Regions from separate parts of the Mus musculus genome. Here region 1 is linked to region 2. Evidence: chromatin contacts called from public capture Hi-C data. All regions are on one chromosome and are shown on one strand. The core of a region is the stretch at or near the end of the contact, and the rest is flanking DNA. Distances in the headings are between cores, read along the strand shown.

What was found. Capture Hi-C pulls out chosen DNA fragments and counts their contacts.
Region 1: a contact with region 2 is called in a capture Hi-C map of embryonic stem cells, with 2.4 times the contacts expected there. The contact joins two enhancer-like sites. A contact is called at or near these places in 1 of 115 datasets of contacts at active chromatin or transcription factors (embryonic stem cells) and 3 of 9 other capture datasets (adipose tissue, embryonic stem cells and liver).

What each region holds. Positions count from the first base shown.
Region 1 is chr17:46,592,556-46,596,953 of GRCm38.p6, forward strand. All of the region lies in intron 1 of Ptk7 (PTK7 protein tyrosine kinase 7), which reads right to left. Among named protein-coding and RNA genes, the nearest start is that of Ptk7, 35 kb to the right of the region's middle. Within about 2 kb of position 2,411, at least 51 of the 459 cell types and tissues checked have an H3K27ac peak or open chromatin away from gene starts, as enhancers often do. A contact at or near this core is called in embryonic stem cells, where this site is marked.
Region 2 is chr17:46,264,176-46,268,668 of GRCm38.p6, forward strand. Tjap1 (tight junction associated protein 1) reads right to left here. Exons shown (of 10, transcript NM_001252474.1): 3 at 708-803. Among named protein-coding and RNA genes, the nearest start is that of Lrrc73, 12 kb to the left of the region's middle. Within about 2 kb of position 1,861, at least 119 of the 459 cell types and tissues checked have an H3K27ac peak or open chromatin away from gene starts, as enhancers often do. A contact at or near this core is called in embryonic stem cells, where this site is marked.

The sequences.
Region 1 (4,398 bases), core at 1,161-3,660, 330 kb after region 2:
GGTCAGCCTGATATCCGGTCTGTCAGGCCACAGATCTGTATGTAAAGCCTCCTGCGCACGGTCACTCAGCTTTAGTCCCAACTCGGGGGACAACTATGAACAGGAGCCTCCACCCCCGCAACCAGAGGCAGAACCAGAGTCAGGGGCAAAGCAAGCACCTGTGCTGTGCAGATGGGCTAGGCGGGGCAGGGCAGGGCTGGGCATTCTGGGGGGGGGGGGGGGGGGAGCATAGTTACAGCAGTGTCACAGGTAACATGGTAGGCTTTGTTTATGCCATGTGGGTGCCTGGCAGAGTCACGGAACCACCGGGCGGGCAGGCGGGCTTAAATGTGGAAGAGATGTTCCCAGCCACCAGGAAGAAGCAGGCTCAGGGCCAAGTCACTGGGGAGCAGTCACAGCCCAGCCAACACTCCCTAAAGACCCTAGAGATGAGGTTTGGTTCCTCAGCCCGAGATTCTGCCTTCTCAGAGTTGTATGTCAATACAAGTCCTAGGATCTAACAGGACTAACAGCCCAGATAAGAGGCTACTCTGAAACCAGTCTATCTTCCAACCTTCCCAAAGGCCCACCACCCCTAACACAAAACATTCAGGGAGCTGGAAATGTCCCCAAAGCACCCTTCTTCCTTCTCAATGGGGTCCTGTTGGTTCTCTGCGCAAGCCAATTCTCTACCAAGCAGGGTGATCCCACCCACTGTGCCAGTTAACAAACATGCCTTTAGGCACCTTGGTTACTGTGCCAACGCAGACACTCCCCATCCATTTCTAAATACTCCACAGGGGTGTGGCCCTGTCCCCACTAGACATCATGGTACAAAACCTTTGCGGTATGGAACTGTGTGCAAACTCAGGCCCAGAAATGTGAAGGACTAACTAAAGGTCAGACAACTTACATGTTACAACTCCATGCCCAAAACCTAAAGAAGCCAGCCCCTCATCTCACGCTCTTCCTGGAAACATCTGAGCCTACCAGGGTGAGTCGGTTTCCTCACAGTCAGGCAGTGTGGCAGACCTGCCTCCCACAGACAATACCAGGCTCACAAAGACACTCAGAGAACACTGGGTGACCTGAAGAAAAATTCATGTCTAGGGTGGCTTTGGCATCAGGCGCGTTTGCCCACTTCCACCTGTGGCTGGCAGAATCAGCTCTACTCCACGGTCCTCTGCAAATCTTGGGACCCTCAACCCATAACTCCAGGATGTTCACCAAAGAGCAGAGACATCACCTATGACAGTCAGGGTGTCCAACTTGCTGCTCAGAATAGGATGAATACAGTCGAACCCAAGATTGTAAACTTGCTTAAAACACATGAGTCTTAAAAAACAAAACAAAACAAGTGTGTACGTATGCATCCATGTGTGCACACGTATGGAGAGGTCAGAGGTCAACCTCAGATACCACTCCATGTGGGCTCTGGGGATTGAACTCAGGTCTTCTGTAGGCAGATTGCCTATCTGAGGATAATTTGTTAAGAGTTGGTTCTCCCCTTCCACCATATGGGTTCTAGGAATTGAACTTGGCTTATTCACCAAGTGTGATGGTAAGGGCCAGAGGTTTAACCATCTCACTGGTTAAACGGATGAAAAAAAATGTTGGGGGGTGGGGGTGGGCAACGTGATTGCATGTGTGGGTTTTTTTATTCCCTTAAAGGCTTTTTTTTTTTTTTTTTTTTTTTTGGTTTTTCAAGACAGGGTTTCTCTGTATAGCTCTGGCTGTCCTGGAACTCACTTTGTAGAGCAGGCTGGCCTCGACCTCAGAAATCCGCCTGCCTCTGCCTCCCAAGTGCTGGGATTAAAGGCGTGTGCCACCACCGCCCGGCTGGCTTATTTTATTTTTAAGGATGTATTAGAGTGTGTTCAGCTTCAGACAGAGCCAAGTCTGATCCTGTCATGCTCCGTGTTCTTCCCACAGGAAGATCTTGTGAGCCACAATGCAGCTCTGTGTGTGTGAAAGGCCTTGACCGGAATTCACCTTTGGTAAGAGGCAACTACTGTTAAGCCCAGGAACTCTCTTCCTGCGCAAGGATTCAAACCCTCAGAATATTAGACAACTCTCCTCACGCCAAAGCTCTGGGATGTGCTAAAGCCTAGACAGACGAGCAGAGAACAACCAGATGGTGGGTGGGACAACGGGATAGGCCCTGAGGGTACAGGAGCCCCAGACCACCTGCTGCAGAAACCTGAGAAGAGCCTATGTAACTCTGAGGGACACGGCTCAGCCCCAACCCCCAGCTTTCCACATCCCCTCCTGGGATCAGGACTATGCTTCTCTAGAGCTGTGACCAGAGCCGCAGCATTCCCAGACTGCCACTCAGAGCCCCCGCCATTCCGCACCCCTATGACATGGCCTGGGAAACATCAAAGCCGGGCCTCCCAGGGGCCTCTGTCTTGACGTCAGCTCACAGCAGGTCCTGGTTAGTGCCTGGCTGGGGTACACTTAGATGTTTCCAAAGCCAGCAGAAAGGAGCCTCCGGGCTTCTCAGAGCCCCTGCTCAGTGGCCCCCACATTTGCTTAGAAGGCAGTGGGAATGTGCCCGGGCCGCCAACCTGTATGGCTCATTGTAAACATTGCTCCATCGACGTTTTGGGGAACCGGAGAGTCCCTGGCAGTGATGCCAGACCCCAGGAGCTCTTAGCTTTGTGCAGAGGCGGCTTTCGGGGGACTAAGGTGGTACCTATCCCAAGGTGGCTTCATTTCTTGTCCTTACCTCTAACTAGAGGGATGGTCTGAGAAAGGCCTTCTCTGGACTCGGGTCTCCTAAAGCTGCACTGCCTCTCTTCACTGGGCCCTGTGGAGCTGCATGCAGCACAGCAACCTACTACGTAATGGCAGCCCTACCCAGGTATAATCTGGGGGTGCCGAGACACCAGGCTGATCAGGGGCTAAGTGGATTTATGTAGCTGAGGTCCACATCTACCAGGGAACATCCAGAAAGGGAGAGGTGGGTAGGAGCTTTGCCTGTGGGCATGAGTAACCCAAGAATCTCCTTAGCAACAAGATGTAGGCAGAGCTATGTCTCTACCACAGAATCCCCAGCTCGAGCTTCAAACACCTCATGCATGAAGGCGCTTTCTGCGCCTTACCTCTGGCTCATTAACGGTCCACCACATAGACACTTACAGGACTGTACCTTTAGTCCTCTTTTTTTTTTAAAGATTTATTTATTTTATTTTATGTATGTGAGTACACTGCAGCTGTACGGATTGTTGTGAGCCTTCCTGTGGCTGTTGGGAATTGCATTTTAGGACCTCTGCTTGCTCCATTCAACCCTGCTCTCTGCGGTTGGCCCCACTTGCTCTGGTCAACTCTACTCGCTCAGTCCCTGCTTGCTCTAGCCCTAAGATTTATTTATTATTATACATAAGTACACTGTAGCTAACTTCAGACACACCAGAAGAGGGCGTCAGATCTCATTATGGATGGTTGTGAGCCACCATGTGGTTGCTGGGATTTGAACTCAGGACCTCTGGAAGAGCAGTTGGTGCTCTTAACCACTGAGCCATCTCACCAGCCCCTAGTCAGTCCTAGCCTCTTTAAAAAAAAAAAAAAAAAAAAAGCCAGGGCTGAAGAGATGGCTCAGTGGTTAAGGGAGCTTACTGCTCTTCCAGAGGACGTGAGTTCAAATCCCAGCAACCACATGGTGGCTCACAACCATCTGTAATAGGATCTGATGCCCTCTTCTGGTGTGTCTGAAGAGAGTGACAGTGTGGTCACATTAAATCAATCAATCAATCAATCAATCAAAGAAGAAGGAGGAGGAGGAGAAGGAGAAGAAGAAAAAGAGAATGAGTCTCATCTTAAAGAGAAAAACAATGGCCAATCTCCACACCTGCTCTATGTCTGACACTGAAGCACACCTGATACACAACCCTGATCTAACACCCAAGCCCTGGTTGTTCTCTGGGCTCCAGACCCACCCAGTCTGTGCGCATGGGTGTGTGCTTATACATTTGTGTCAACACCGTCGCTATATGGAAGGGACAGCAAACAGTTTGGTTTTGGGAATTTTGTTTTGTGGTACTGGGGTTCAAGCTCAAGGCCTGTACATGCTGAACAAAGTGCTCTCCCATGGAATTACACACCCAGCCCTTGGCATGTGCACGAGGGCACTCCTTGCAAAAAGGTCTCGAGATGAAGCCATGGCTGGCCTGGCGCTTGCTATGTAGATCAGGCTGACCTGTAGCTAACGGAGATCCGTCTGTCTCGGCCCTCTGAGTGAGGGATTAAATGAGTACTTCAGAAGACGTGGCTGGCGTTAGTTGACCAACAGGGTCTTACAGTGTAGTTCAAGCCTACCGTGAATTTGAGACCCTCCTGCCTCTGCCTTCCAAGTGCTGAGATTACACAGACATGCCCCACCCCGGCCAAGCAACAGGAAGCTTTCACTCCGGTTCTCAG
Region 2 (4,493 bases), core at 611-3,110:
TGCTGGAGATGAGGGCTAGAATCCAATGGAGAACAGACAGGTGAGAAGGGCTCCCAGCTGGGCCCCAGGAGGAGCACACTTGGCTAAGTGGGGTGGAGAGACTCAACAGCAGCCCACACTGTCCCTTGTAGGCAGAGAGCTGCACAGCATCCATCTTGCTCAAGTAGGTGAGGGTATAAGCAGCAGCAGTTCCTAGGCTGCTGTGCAGACTCCATTGGTCCACAAGGGCACTGCCACATTAGGCCGGCAGAGTGGACCTCTGGAAGCTCCAGGACTGGTCTACAGTGCACCTCAGGCCAATCCTACACACTGGAACTCTGCCTCAACAAACAAACAGAGAGACACTGCCAGTGACACACAGTTGCAATCTAAAGCACTGGGAAGGCAGATGCCAGCCTGGGCTACATAGCGAGACTGTCTAAAACAAAAACAGTGCTCAGCACTAGGCAATGTTAAGTTCAGGTTTTCCTTCCATAAATTGTGAACAAATCTTCTAAGTCTGGGGATAGCGACCCAGCCCAGGCTCCTGGATAAGGGTCTCCAAGCTTGAGAGTGCTCTCTGGACACTGCCAACAAAGGCCAAGCCCCTTTGGCCACACCTCCTTTCTGTGCTGGCTCCCACTGGAAGAGAGCACCTATATGGCTGCTCACCTACCAGCCTCCCAGAAGAGAACAAAGTATAGAATGCAGGCCTCATCGGGACATACCGTCTGTTCGCTGGCAGCTCTCTGTTCTGCTCTCCTGGAATCAGCCTTCGGCTCTCCACATCCCACGGCCCCTCTACTTCCTCTAGCCAAGAGCTCCTGAAACCAGAGAAGGGGAGAAAGTGGAAACCCGGTGTCAGCTGCCTGCCTGTCCAGTCTGGGACCTGAAGGCTCCCAGAAAACAGTAAGCAAAGAGACCACAGCACAGTGGGTCTTAGGAGCAAGCGACAGAGGTAGGAAGATCAATAGTCTGAGAGTAGCCTGCTTTATGAAGTGAAATCAACTCAAAAAGGAAACCAGCTAGCATTAACGAGTACCTGGCTTCCCCTAACAACGCCTGCGTGTTTATGTATGTACTTCGTACGCTGCCTCCGCTCAGCACATACCCTGCTCTGGAATAGGCCGGTACTGGTCTGTGTCCCATTCACTCCTAGGCTTCTCAGAGTCTACAGAGAGCTGGGAATCCTGGGGAATGCAGACTACAAATGAGACTACAAAGGGCCTGGCAAAGGAGCAAGATGACGATGGTACGGCAGACCCCCTAGCAATGACTAAATGAGCCCAGAGACCATTTCTGTGTACCACAGTGTACAATAAACTTGCCAATGAGCGAAGGCAGACCCGAGAAACAAAATCCAAACCTCAGCAGTTCAGAGCAGTGATTCTCAACCAGGGTGAGTTTACCCCCTGCTTCTCCCAGGGTTAACAGGCAAATGTCTAGAGACATTTTTAATTTTCACAATCTGCAGATGGGGAGGTACTACCGGTGAGTCAAAGTCAGAATATCGACTAAACCTACCACACACAGGGCAGCCAGCATACCGGAGGTGGCAAGGCAAAGGTCACCAGCCCTGAGGCCGAGAACCGCTAGTCTATAAACCGTAACTGTGGGGGGCTGGCAAGAAGGCTCAGTAGGTAACGATGCTTGCTGCAAAGCCTGATGACCTCCACAAGCACACTGTGCTTAAGTAAGTACCGACACACGCTCAAAAGAGAAAACATTTAACCCCGAGCCCGGGGAGCTGAGGCCCAAGGCTGCTCCAGCATCTCCAAGCGCTTGGATAACGTGCTCCCCACTGCCAAAGCCTGCTCTACACACACCACTGCCAATGGCTGGGCCAAGTGAGCTGCCAAGTCCCCTCAGCTTCCCGGGATTGAGGCGTACCTGTAATAAGCTGGGCTGCCGCATGGGGGCAGCAGCCGCCAGTGATCAGTGCAAACAGTAACCCTAGGTGGCTTTCTGAGCATTTAAAAAAAAAAAATACAAACCTCTTCCTACCCCCATCAACCCAAACAGAGCTACAGAGCTGGGGGCTGAAGGCGGTCTTGCGGGCTAAAGCATGTGTTCCTACTGTTGGGACATGCCCTGGCCATGACTCCTGTCACATTCCAGCAGGCCTGGGGCAGCAGGGTGGGGGCAGAGGAGGGCGGGGAAGCAGGAGTAGGACTCTCCTCTCTAAGGTTCCTGGCCTGGATTTGGGGGAGAGCTTGTAATAGTGAAGCACGAGCCACCAGCCTCCGCCCCGTTGACAGGAGGCAGAACGTGTCCCCACAGGGCACAAGCAGCATGCTGTCAGGCTGACTCCCTGCACAGGAATCTGGGAGGGCCAGAAAGGACACCACATTCCTGGGGTGAGAGAACAAACAACATACAACCACAGGGGCTGTCCTCCAGAGGGCCTCGCCCCAGTAGGTGCTCAACCTGGAGTAGGGATCTAACCACAGAGACTCCTGTGGCCTGAGGGAGGGGACCTAGAAAAGTCCCAGAGCACTGTAGGTTAACCAGGGCCTAACATTTGAAGGTGTGGATGTGTGGGTGTGTATGCCTGGGAAACCAGGTAGGACCAAGGCCGTTGACTAAAGAGGAGCCAGGCAAAGCTTCTAGAAACTGATGGGAGCTTCCAGGAGCTGGCCTTCTCCCCACAGGGCCAGCTCTCGATGGCACTTTTTGTTTGTCTGTTCCAGAAGGCAGAGGAACCCTTCACTTGGCAGGCTCCCTGGTGTGATTTGCCACCTTAGCCTGTTTTACTTACCTACCCAACTCCTGCCAAGGCTCGCATTCTCTTCTAGGGACCAGGGCACTTGTGACAACAGTGGACAGGCAGGGCGGACTGAGACACTTTCAGGGTAATTCTATATGTGGGCAGACATGCCTCACTGAGGTGCCATATCCTATAGCTTGCCCTGCCGTGACGGTAAGTCAGGGCTGCAACTATGAGCACATTTTTTCTTCTCTGAGGCTAGAGGCAATCAAACAGATGTCTGGGTTGGGGGATGGTGTGGGTGTGGCGAGGACACAAAGAGCAGATGAGACTCTAAGGATGGAGGTGGGGTGAAAGGTTACTTCTAGCAGTGTCACGAGGGGAGAAACATTCCTGACTAGAGAAGCAGGGGTGATCCACTGAGAACACTGAGAACCTACTGGGTTCCCCAACCCCACACCTCGAGGCAGATCTGTGCCACTCCCTGTCCCAGGTCCATAAATATCAGGGCATGTTGGGACACCTGAACCTCTGCTTCCATTTCCACAATCTACTGACTTCCCTGGATCTTGCCCGTGAGGGACCGCACTGGACAGACTATGGGCCTAGCATCACTACCCTGGACTATAGGACAGGCCTGGGAAGAACAAGGTCCATTTGGACCTGGTGGTCCCCAGCTGGGAGAGGATAACACGGTGAGTTAGAAGCCATCAGAGCACTTACACCAGGAGCCTCAGCTACCAGTTGCTGCGTCGACTGAGCATAACTCTACCTAAACGTTTTCCAGAGTTCAGCCCTGAGCTGAGAAGGGTCCTTGGGTCATCACTAGCAAGCCACGGCCAAGGCCAGCCTCGTGGCCTCTATTCGCCAAGGAGATTCTCTGAGGAAGATCTGGCAACAAACAGGGAAGAATTCTACTCCCTGTCCCTCCCTGGTCCCTAGGAGTCAGGACCAGGTGACTCAGGATAGAGGCCACAGCTTGCTTGCTAGGTCTATACTAAAGGAGCTGTGCCCAAGCAGAACCCCTGGCTGACCCAACAGTGGGAGACACCCAAATACCCTGAAGCAAGAGGAGAAGGGGCTCTCCTCACCCTCACCTCCCCTACCCCTCCCTAGCTGACCCTGTCTCCTTCCTCTGTCACATAGCATTCATTCTTCACTATTCAAAATCAGTTCAGAGGAAAGACTACCTCATATCTGCTGAGGAGGAGGGTGATAGCACTTACTAATTGCTATGTTGCAATCTGCCAGTCAATGTGGCCGCCTGTTGCCACCTGCCCTGTATTAAATACCTTCTCCCTGATTACAGCCCATGGGGCACGATTAGCTGCCTTCAGAGAACAAAGTCTACTTTCATTAGAAATGGGACTCAGCACGCAGAGGACCTGCACTGCGAACCCACTGAGCAGCTGAGCAGAGTACTGACAGATAAGACACAGGGCACCTGACCGGAAGCAGCCCACCAACTGTCAGCCAGGGATGGGACTCACGTCTGTCCCCCTTTCTGGGTGGGTACCACCAGGGGCTTCCACTGATGCCAGAGGCCACTGTTGCTGGAGACGGTGGGAAAAGAAACCGATTCAGATCCCCAACTCACTCAAACTTCTACCCTTGTTCTAACAAATATCCCCAAGGGACACTAGCCAGCAGAGAGAGCCCAGGCCTGCAACGCTCTGTTCCCGGCTGCCTAGGGCCCAGCAAGGTCAAGGGGCAGAAGAGAAAGGAGTCAGAGATCACCATCCTTCACACACACACTCTCTCACACACACTGACACACACATACTCACACACACACATACACACACTG